2 separate regions of the Mus musculus genome follow, and region 1 is linked to region 2. A link is a contact called in public HiChIP or PLAC-seq data. All regions are on one chromosome and are shown on one strand. Each heading gives the region's core, a stretch centred on a gene start, on an enhancer-like site or on the middle of the called end of the contact. The rest is flanking DNA. Distances are from core to core; before and after follow the strand shown.

The links. HiChIP or PLAC-seq counts read pairs in DNA pulled down with a chosen protein or histone mark.
Region 1: a FOXA1 HiChIP or PLAC-seq map of pancreatic cancer cells shows a contact between it and region 2. The contact joins two enhancer-like sites. A contact is called at or near these places in 2 of 115 datasets of contacts at active chromatin or transcription factors (embryonic stem cells and pancreatic cancer cells).

What each region holds. Positions count from the first base shown.
Region 1 is chr2:151,573,585-151,577,543 of GRCm38.p6, forward strand. All of the region lies in intron 1 of Sdcbp2 (syndecan binding protein (syntenin) 2), which reads left to right. Among named protein-coding and RNA genes, the nearest start is that of Sdcbp2, 2.9 kb to the left of the region's middle. Within about 2 kb of position 2,612, at least 261 of the 459 cell types and tissues checked have an H3K27ac peak or open chromatin away from gene starts, as enhancers often do. A contact at or near this core is called in pancreatic cancer cells, where this site is marked.
Region 2 is chr2:150,837,575-150,841,760 of GRCm38.p6, forward strand. It overlaps Abhd12 (abhydrolase domain containing 12), which reads right to left. Exons shown (of 13, transcript NM_024465.3): 7 at 2,146-2,275; 8 at 1,167-1,204; 9 at 741-820. Among named protein-coding and RNA genes, the nearest start is that of Gm23598, 44 kb to the right of the region's middle. Within about 2 kb of position 2,292, at least 45 of the 459 cell types and tissues checked have an H3K27ac peak or open chromatin away from gene starts, as enhancers often do. A contact at or near this core is called in pancreatic cancer cells, where this site is marked.

The sequences.
Region 1 (3,959 bases), core at 1,362-3,861, 740 kb after region 2:
TCGGACATGGTTACAAAATAACTATATCGGACATGGAGCCTAGTCCATTCTTTGCTCTCATAGTCAGAGGCAAGCAGTAGGTTGAGCCTCTCTAAAGCCTGGCTTCTGTTCTGCCTCCCCTGGACCTTCACTGGGAGAACAGAATTTCCTGAGTCCCGTTCCCTCTGGCACAGTATAGCCCTGGAAGGAGGAGGTACATGCTTGTGGCTTAGCAACAGCCTCCTCCTTGCCGATTCACCAGATCCCTGGGCTAATTTGGCCTTACAGAAGCTATTACTCCATCACATTAACCCACGCTTCTGTTTTCTGAAGGATAGATGAGTTGTCCACAGGAACAAGTGGGAGTCCCAGAGTTCCAGCAGTTTGGAACAAAGTGTTCTTATTCTGTAAGTTCAAAGATGGGGGCTAATGGGCCCCTTTCCAGCCCTGCTGATTCCCCAGGGCCTGACTGCTGATATACTGTGTTGTTATTGCTTACAATACGAAGATGTATAGAAAGCTCTGGGATGGAGATCGAACGATAGTGAGGGGAGGGAAGTCCTTGGGAGCAAGTCCCTTCCGAGAGTCAGCTACCTGCAGGAACTGAGCAAGCTCTTGCGCTGTCACACTACTTTCTGTGTATCTCACTAGGGCTGGAGTTTCCCTCCCTACACCTAGTTTTTCTTTAAGAGGCTTTCTACAGGTGGTAAGTGGGAAAATGTTTATCAAGGTGTCAGATGACATTTCTGGGGAGATGTGTACAAACACCTATTCACCTCAAAGAACCAATGGCACACCAACTAAAACAGTGGCTCTCAACCTTCCTAATGCTGTGACATTTAATACAGTTTTCCTCATGTTCTGGTGACCACCCCAACCGTAAATTTTTTTTTTTTTGTTACTACTTCATAACCGTAAATGTGTTACTGTTGTGAATCATGATGTTCTGATGGTCTTAGGCAACCCCTGTGAAAGGATTATTCAACCCCAAAGGGGTTGTAACCCACAGGTTGAGAACTGCTGAACTAAAATAAACTAGTCCATGCTCACTGTGGTAAACCAAGGAGTTTAGTAGGATTAAAGGAGCCTAGGTGATGCAGGCAGTTCCCCCCAGCATTGGTGACAACCCCAGAGAGAAGAACCTCCTCTCCCCTCGCAACTGTGCACTGCTTACATAAGCCTGGGGAGGGCTCTGTGAATCAGCTCTCTGCGCTCAGAGTCTTTTATGCTTCCTTAGGTTCTTGAGTCTCAAAGGCCTCCCACTCCCTCCCAGGAGGGAACGTTGTTTCAATTCGGAGGAAATAGCTACCTACACACTAGGTTTTCGGGATTCTCTGCCCTGTGTCTGCTTTTCTCCTGTTACTCTATGGAGACACAGGGCTTGGCACTAGTGATTCACACTGGCTAGTAAGGATGGCCAGCAAACCAACATAGCATGGTGGAATTTCAGCCTAGGTAATGCAAAAGGGAAGGCCTGGCTCGGAGTATGGACTTCCTAAATACGTGTGGAATGAATAATGACCAGTGAATCCGAAGATCCTTGGGGTTTGTGTGGGTGTAGGGTTTAGGGGCAGGCTTAGAACTGACCAATTCACCACGTGAACTGTGGATGGCATTTAAGGCAGAGGGAACAGCTCTGCCACGGCATGAAGGCATGGATTAGCAAGCTGAGTTTTAAAATCAGCAAGCTATTTGAAATGAAGGGAATGCATGAGTAAATGGGGGTAAGAACGACATGTCCACCAGGGGTCAGTCATGAAATGTTTAAAGTCATGCTGAAATCTGAGATTAATTATGATGTCACCAACAGGTAAAGGCAGGGTCTGAGGGTAAGTCCCTGATTTCTGGCTCAGTTCATAAGAGTATTTGGTGGGGCTGCTATCAAGATTTGGGAACATTTCAAGGTAGTCACCTGAAAGTAATAAATATCCAAAAGGGAATTTATGCCCACGCCTCCCTATTCAGAATAGCACACTCTACTCTCACTGGCTTAAACGTTCCATCCTTCATGGCCACGGGCAAGTCTTGGAGGTTTCCTTGATTTTCTAGCTTTTCACCTGCATACCAATGCCTGAGAGGGTGATTGGTTTAAGTAGGAAGTGATACCCTCGGGCAAGTCCACTTCCCTAGGCAGCAGACGCCCAATGGTTCTAACTCTGGTGGTTGGTGCGTCTGCATCTTCAACTAGGGCAGGTCAAAAGTTGGCGCCAGGCCACAATCCTGAGAGCAAGGCACCAGAAGCAACCACCTAGGGACTTGAAAGCGCTTCTAAATCAAAGGGAGAGGGGATCTCCTTTTCAGAACGAGCAGCGGGGCGGGGTGTCGACTCTTGCTTTCTTCTCCCACCCATTGTAAATCAAATGGTCTGACGAGCATAGAGCCCCAAGGGGCCTTCGGAAGAACCGCGGCCTCTAAGTTTTTTTAGGAATGCATGAGGAGGGCTGCAGAGGCAGGCTGGCCTTCCGGTCGCATATTCCACTGCATTGCGGGTCTCTTTGGAAAGTCTGAAGCCCGGCGCAGGCACATTCTGCAATTCCCGGGAGAAAAAAAGCTGTCAAGGTGACTCCGCAGCCGTGGGGCATCCTGGGAACACAGGCCCCATCCCGAAACCCCGCGCGCGCCCGCACGCAAGTAGACTTGGTGCACATGCGTCAGGGGCACCACACGCAGTAGCTAAGCAGGATTTCTGCGCAGGCGTTATAGACTACAAGCGGAGACGCAGCTTCCGGCTAAGTTCTGAATCCTTGGATAGGGAAGTGAAGGCAGCTTGGGGTCGTGGAAGAGCGTGACGTAGGGGCGTACAGAGGCTAGGCCCTGGACAATTGAGTCTCTCCCGGGTATTCGGTGCATGAAGAGTGCGGTGTCTGACCCACGTGCTTTCATTTTTTTAAAGGAAAGAGACGGTTTGGGATTCATCTTGAGTTACTGCCCAGGCAAGGATGCCTTTTAGTGAGGGGAAGGACAGCAGTTTTCAGTAAAAAGAATTTGTACCATTTCTTGCTAAAGCAGTGATGAAAGTGTTCCAGGAAGTGGGTCTCTGAGCCTGTTTTCTCCCAGAGGGCAAAACGCATCTGCTCCTTTGCTGTACTGTTGGAAAAAAAGGATACAGGTGGCTCTTAGGTTCGCATCCGCATAGTGCATACTGGTGGCAAAGTATAATTTGGTAGATGGTAACTGCTGAGTGTTATTTCAAGGTTAAAAGTCTCCAGGAGGGTGTACATGGTAGGGCAGACCCCAGATGAAGGGGTCTTTTCCTGAAGTTGCTCTAAAAGGAGATTAGAATCATATGCTTCCTGCCCCTAGGAAATTCTTGTCTTAGGATCCCCATTTCTGCCCCCAAAGGCTAGCCTAGGACAAGGAACTGCAGATATCCTAGCAGCCAGGCAGGCAACAAAAATCAGCCAAGGGCTGGTTGGGTACTTGAGTCATAAGAAAGCAGGTACAACCCCATCTAGGAAGGAGTCCTGACCATGCTACTTATATTTTTCAGTACAAATTAGAAGTGACTTTTTAAATTTTCAGATTTTGTTCATGTGTTCATGTCAGATAAGAGGGGCTACAAGTGGGTACATGAGTGAGTGAGATGATTTGGCTGATCTAGGAAAGGAGCTGACACAAAAATACCTTTCAGGAATAAACTTTGTTAGGGGAAAGAGTCTTGAGACCACAGAAGCCATGATCAGGTCTTGACAGGGCAAAACATAAGAAGAGATGATGACTTCTATCAGAGACATGAATGGGGCCTTTAAGGACAGGAGAGGTTTCCCTTTGAAACTTAGAGAGGAACTTCATTAAAAGAGAGAGCTTAAAAGTCAGAAAGACAGCCATTATAGACAGAACAGGGTAGGGGGGCTGTGTCAGAAAAAAAAAATTTTTATATACTTTCAGAGAGTGGAGGTAGTGCCACACCACACGATTTAGTCTAGGATAGTCTATGTGAAAGAGAACACAGAGGAGCCAGGTCCTGGCTAGGACCATAA
Region 2 (4,186 bases), core at 1,042-3,541:
GAAGAGAAGACTCATCCGGCCCCGTAGATCAGATGGGGCTTCCACAGCTCACGTGCAACCACAAACCAGACTCTCCACAGACAGAAAGACAGATGCCCACCAAGGAAATGGGACTCAAAGGCTGTTTCCTCACAAACTGTCGGGGAGAGGCAGCACCAGTGACATGAGAAAATAAAGGGGTGTTCTGGCATGGGGGGAGCATGAAACCTACTCCAGGTCACACACTGGTCAGGAGCTGAAGTGGGAAGTAGCAGGGCGGGGTGGGGAAAAGGATGGATTCCACCCCATGAGGGAGAGGTGGGGACGGACCGGCCCTAGAGCAAGGTTACCTGGATTTTACTCTGAGACAATCCTGGGATGTCCAGTGCACTGAGCCTGGGTTCTAATAATCCTCTAGTACCCATAGTGTAGGCTCCACCCCAAGGAGGGAGCTAGTCTGTAGCCTTCCACAGCACCAAGTGGGCAGAGATGCTGTGAGATCAGGTGTGCAGTGAAGCCAAATAGGACTGGGTATGCAATGTGGCCACAGGGGCAAAGCCTCCTACAATGCCAGTGCCCTGGGCTGAAAGCTACTTCCCCCTTCTTTGGCAGCTCTATGGGCAGGCCAGTGCCGAGAACTATGAGTCTTTAGTAAATGTTAAGTCATTCCTTTTATGATGACTAGTTTCATTATCTACTTGCTCTTATTTTCATAATTATCATTTTAATAATGAAAATACATTTTATTTTCATATACTTGCCACTGAAAATGGATGACTCTTTGCTTCTTCACGAATATTTGTGAATGGAGACTCCAATATAAGGGCATCTGGTGGCGTCTCTAGATAGACAAAGAGAATAGACAGTGGGTAAGAAGTGACAGAGCCAGTGAAGCTAGGGGCTGGGGTGTGGAGACAGGACAGAGAGACCAGGTACCCACTTTTGCAGGAGCTTCCCACCACTATCAGCCCCAGCCCCCAAGGGGCTCCAGATGACTTTAAAGGATCCTACTGGGAGGGCAGGTCGGGGCAAACTCTGAGAACACCTGGGGCCCCACCCTTGACGGTCAGCTCATGCTATCACTGTGCAGCTTGTCAGTTAGACCTTGCTTGCCAAGCAAGAATGCATAGCAGGGATCGGATCACTAACAACATGGTCCCCAGCCACACGGTGCCTGGCTCTCTCACCTCGCTCACAGAGGCGCCGTACCAGATTTGTTGCCACTCTGGAAAGAAAAAACAGTTCAGCTGAATTCTGAAGAAAATCCTTTTAAGTGAAGCTGTGCGGATCCTGGAAAATGCTCAGAGACTCTGACCCGAGAAGCTAACTGAGAGCTTCAGGGTGAGCGGGAGGAACAAGGTGAACCATAAGTTGACCTTTCTTAAAAGGTGACAGCAGCCACCCTCCTGTCCTCAGACATGTGATCTCTCCCACAGGTTGCCCTGTTCCCTCCTTTCACCTGGTACACTGGCTGGTTGGTACAGTTACTGCTGAGAGACAGGAGGACAGTAGCACTTGTCATCTACCAGGGTCAGGGACCTCCTGCTGTCTTAGAATAACACCTGGCAGATGCTGTGCAGACAACCAAAGAGAAAGCTAGCATCCTTCCACTGGGGTACCCTCCCTCCTCCCAGCAGGGCTGCAGGATGATAGCCACATGAGGAAAGGGGCTAAGTAAGGGCTGAGCCAGTATGCTCGCAGAGGAAGGTATCAGAAGACAAGGACCAAGGCTCTTTTTAGGACTTCACTCTGCAGAATCCAGGTACATCTTTTTTCTTGGTCTTCCCTGCTAAGCTGAACATGCCAAAGTGACAAAGCTGGTTCCAAACATCTCTCCCTGGTGCTCCTGGACTCAGTGGTTGGTAAACACACCTAAGTCACAGCTGACACTGTCTAGGTACTCTGTCTGCACTCTGAAAATGCTTTGAGAGCAGAGCTCCCTGGAACCCTGGCTGCCATCTCCATGCCCATATTGGTTCTAAGGCACTTCTGAACTTCAGTCTCTCCTTAGTCTCTCATGTGCTTCACTCCCTTACCCTACACAGGGGCAGGAACCAGGACTGAGGACTGGAAGATGCTACAGGCTCAGAGACACTGGGCTGCTTCAGAGGTCACACAATGAGGCCTGCCTTCACTACATTACCCTTCTGCTTTGAGAGCTCTTACCCGGTGCCCAGTGAATGGCCCCAAATATACACAGGATTATCACCACTTCTTGCTTTGATCCAGTCAAAAACATGGAGTGCGTCATACGTCATGCCTCGCTCCGATGGTGTTCCTACTGAGTCACCCCAACCTGAGAGAGAGGAATGTCAAAGGCAGCTGGTGAACTTACAGCAGCTCCAGTGAAAGCTGCCCCATGAGCAACAGCAGCCCTATCTGTGTGTCCTCAATTCCACTCCACTCTGGTGGTAGGGAGACAGGCAGGAGGACACAGAAGTGAACTTTCCTTACTTTTGCTGGCTGACAAACCAGACGGCCCTGTCATTCCACATGCATATCAGATTGGGAACTAACAACAGAGCTAATAAGGCTCACACCAGAACCTCAAATCCGTGCCCTGCTGCCGCCTGCCCACAGGTGCCAGCATCCTTCAAGCTAGTCCTTCCTCTGCTCGACTGACAGGCCAGCACTGGGGCTCACGAGGACCAGGCCAAGTGGACTGCTGACAAGATGAGCCCGGTCTGCCCAGGGCCAACAGAAGGCCAAAGAGGAGGAAGTCATGAAGCTGCAGGGAGGAGGGGAGGTCAGGAGAGCCCAGTCCCGAGGCAAGTCTGACTCTCCTCCTCATCTCCAGCAAAGATCAAGTACAAACTGCCTTCTCAGTGGCTCAGCACTGAGTCATCATCATATGACTTATGTACACCACAAGTTTCAGAAATAAAATTCTGCTGTGTGAGCAACCCCATAATTATAATACCACCCTCCAAACCCAGGGAAGAAGAGCTGAAGAGGGACTTAACTATAGTCTTAGGCTATCTTGTAGGAGACAAGGGAACATGAAGGAAGAGACAGAAGCACAGAAACTAGGAGCACAGTCAGAGATAGATCAGGATTGTTCCACACCACAGACAGGCAGACTAAGGCCTGAAAGAGAAAATGCAGGGGATAGCTTCTTGAGAGACGACAGGAAGAGAACACAGAAGGGAGGAGGCCTTCTCAGCACACATGAGAAAGAATGTTTCTAAAAACCTTTGTAGAATGGAGAAGGCAGAAAGCAGGAAAGGGAACAGGGCTTTCCAACTCTTAGCTTAATTCATCGCTTTGTTTTGCTTTGTTTTGTTGTTGTTGTTTATTGTTGTTTTTTGAGTCTCTCTGTAGTCCTGGCTATCCTGGAACTCCCTCTGTAGAGAGGGCTGGCCTTGAACTCAGAGATCCATCTGTTTCTGCCTCTCTAGAGCTGAGATGAAAGGCATGTGCCATCACCACCTGACTTAAAACTTTCATCCTGATGGAACTGTCTTTAGCGAAAGCCATCACCGTGTTCAGCAGAACAGTGGCTCCTGGAGAAGCTGACATTAATCACAGGACTGGTAAACATGTGACCCTTAGGCCAGGGGAGTTACGCTGCAGAAAGAATAAAGGCCACTAACGAGTCAGCCTTGATACAGGGGGATCTGGGTAAAGCCCGAATGTTCGTAAACATCTTGATAACAGAAAGAGAGGGCAGGGCTGGAGAGATGGCTCAGTGGTTAAGAGCATTGACTCCTCTTCTAGAGATCCTGAGTTCAATTTCCAGCAACCGCATGGTGGCTCACAACCACCCATAATGGGATCTGATGCCCTCTGACACGCAGGCATACGTGCAGAAAAGGGAAGAAAAAAGCGAGGTCAAATGCCAGGGTCCCTCTGCAACTAGGAAAGGCAAGCGGTAGGGGTCGCTCCATAAGTCACGGAAGAACAAAGCTCACAGTAGCTTTAATTCTACCTCAGGGGTTAATGATTTTAGACTTCTGATTTCCACAACTACAAGATAATAAATTTGCTTTGTTTTAATAATGCTGTTCATGGTAACTTGTTACAGCAACAAAAGGGAACTAATATAAATCCCACTTGTAGGTAACGGTGGCTTCTATCCCTTAGTCCAAGGACATCTGGATCACTGCACTAGCCAGAAGAATCAAACAAGCTAGCTGAGCAGTCTTTGTCCCTTGAGCTCTCCAACTGGGGATTCTATGGAAGAATATCCCTTTAAAAAAGTTGTTCA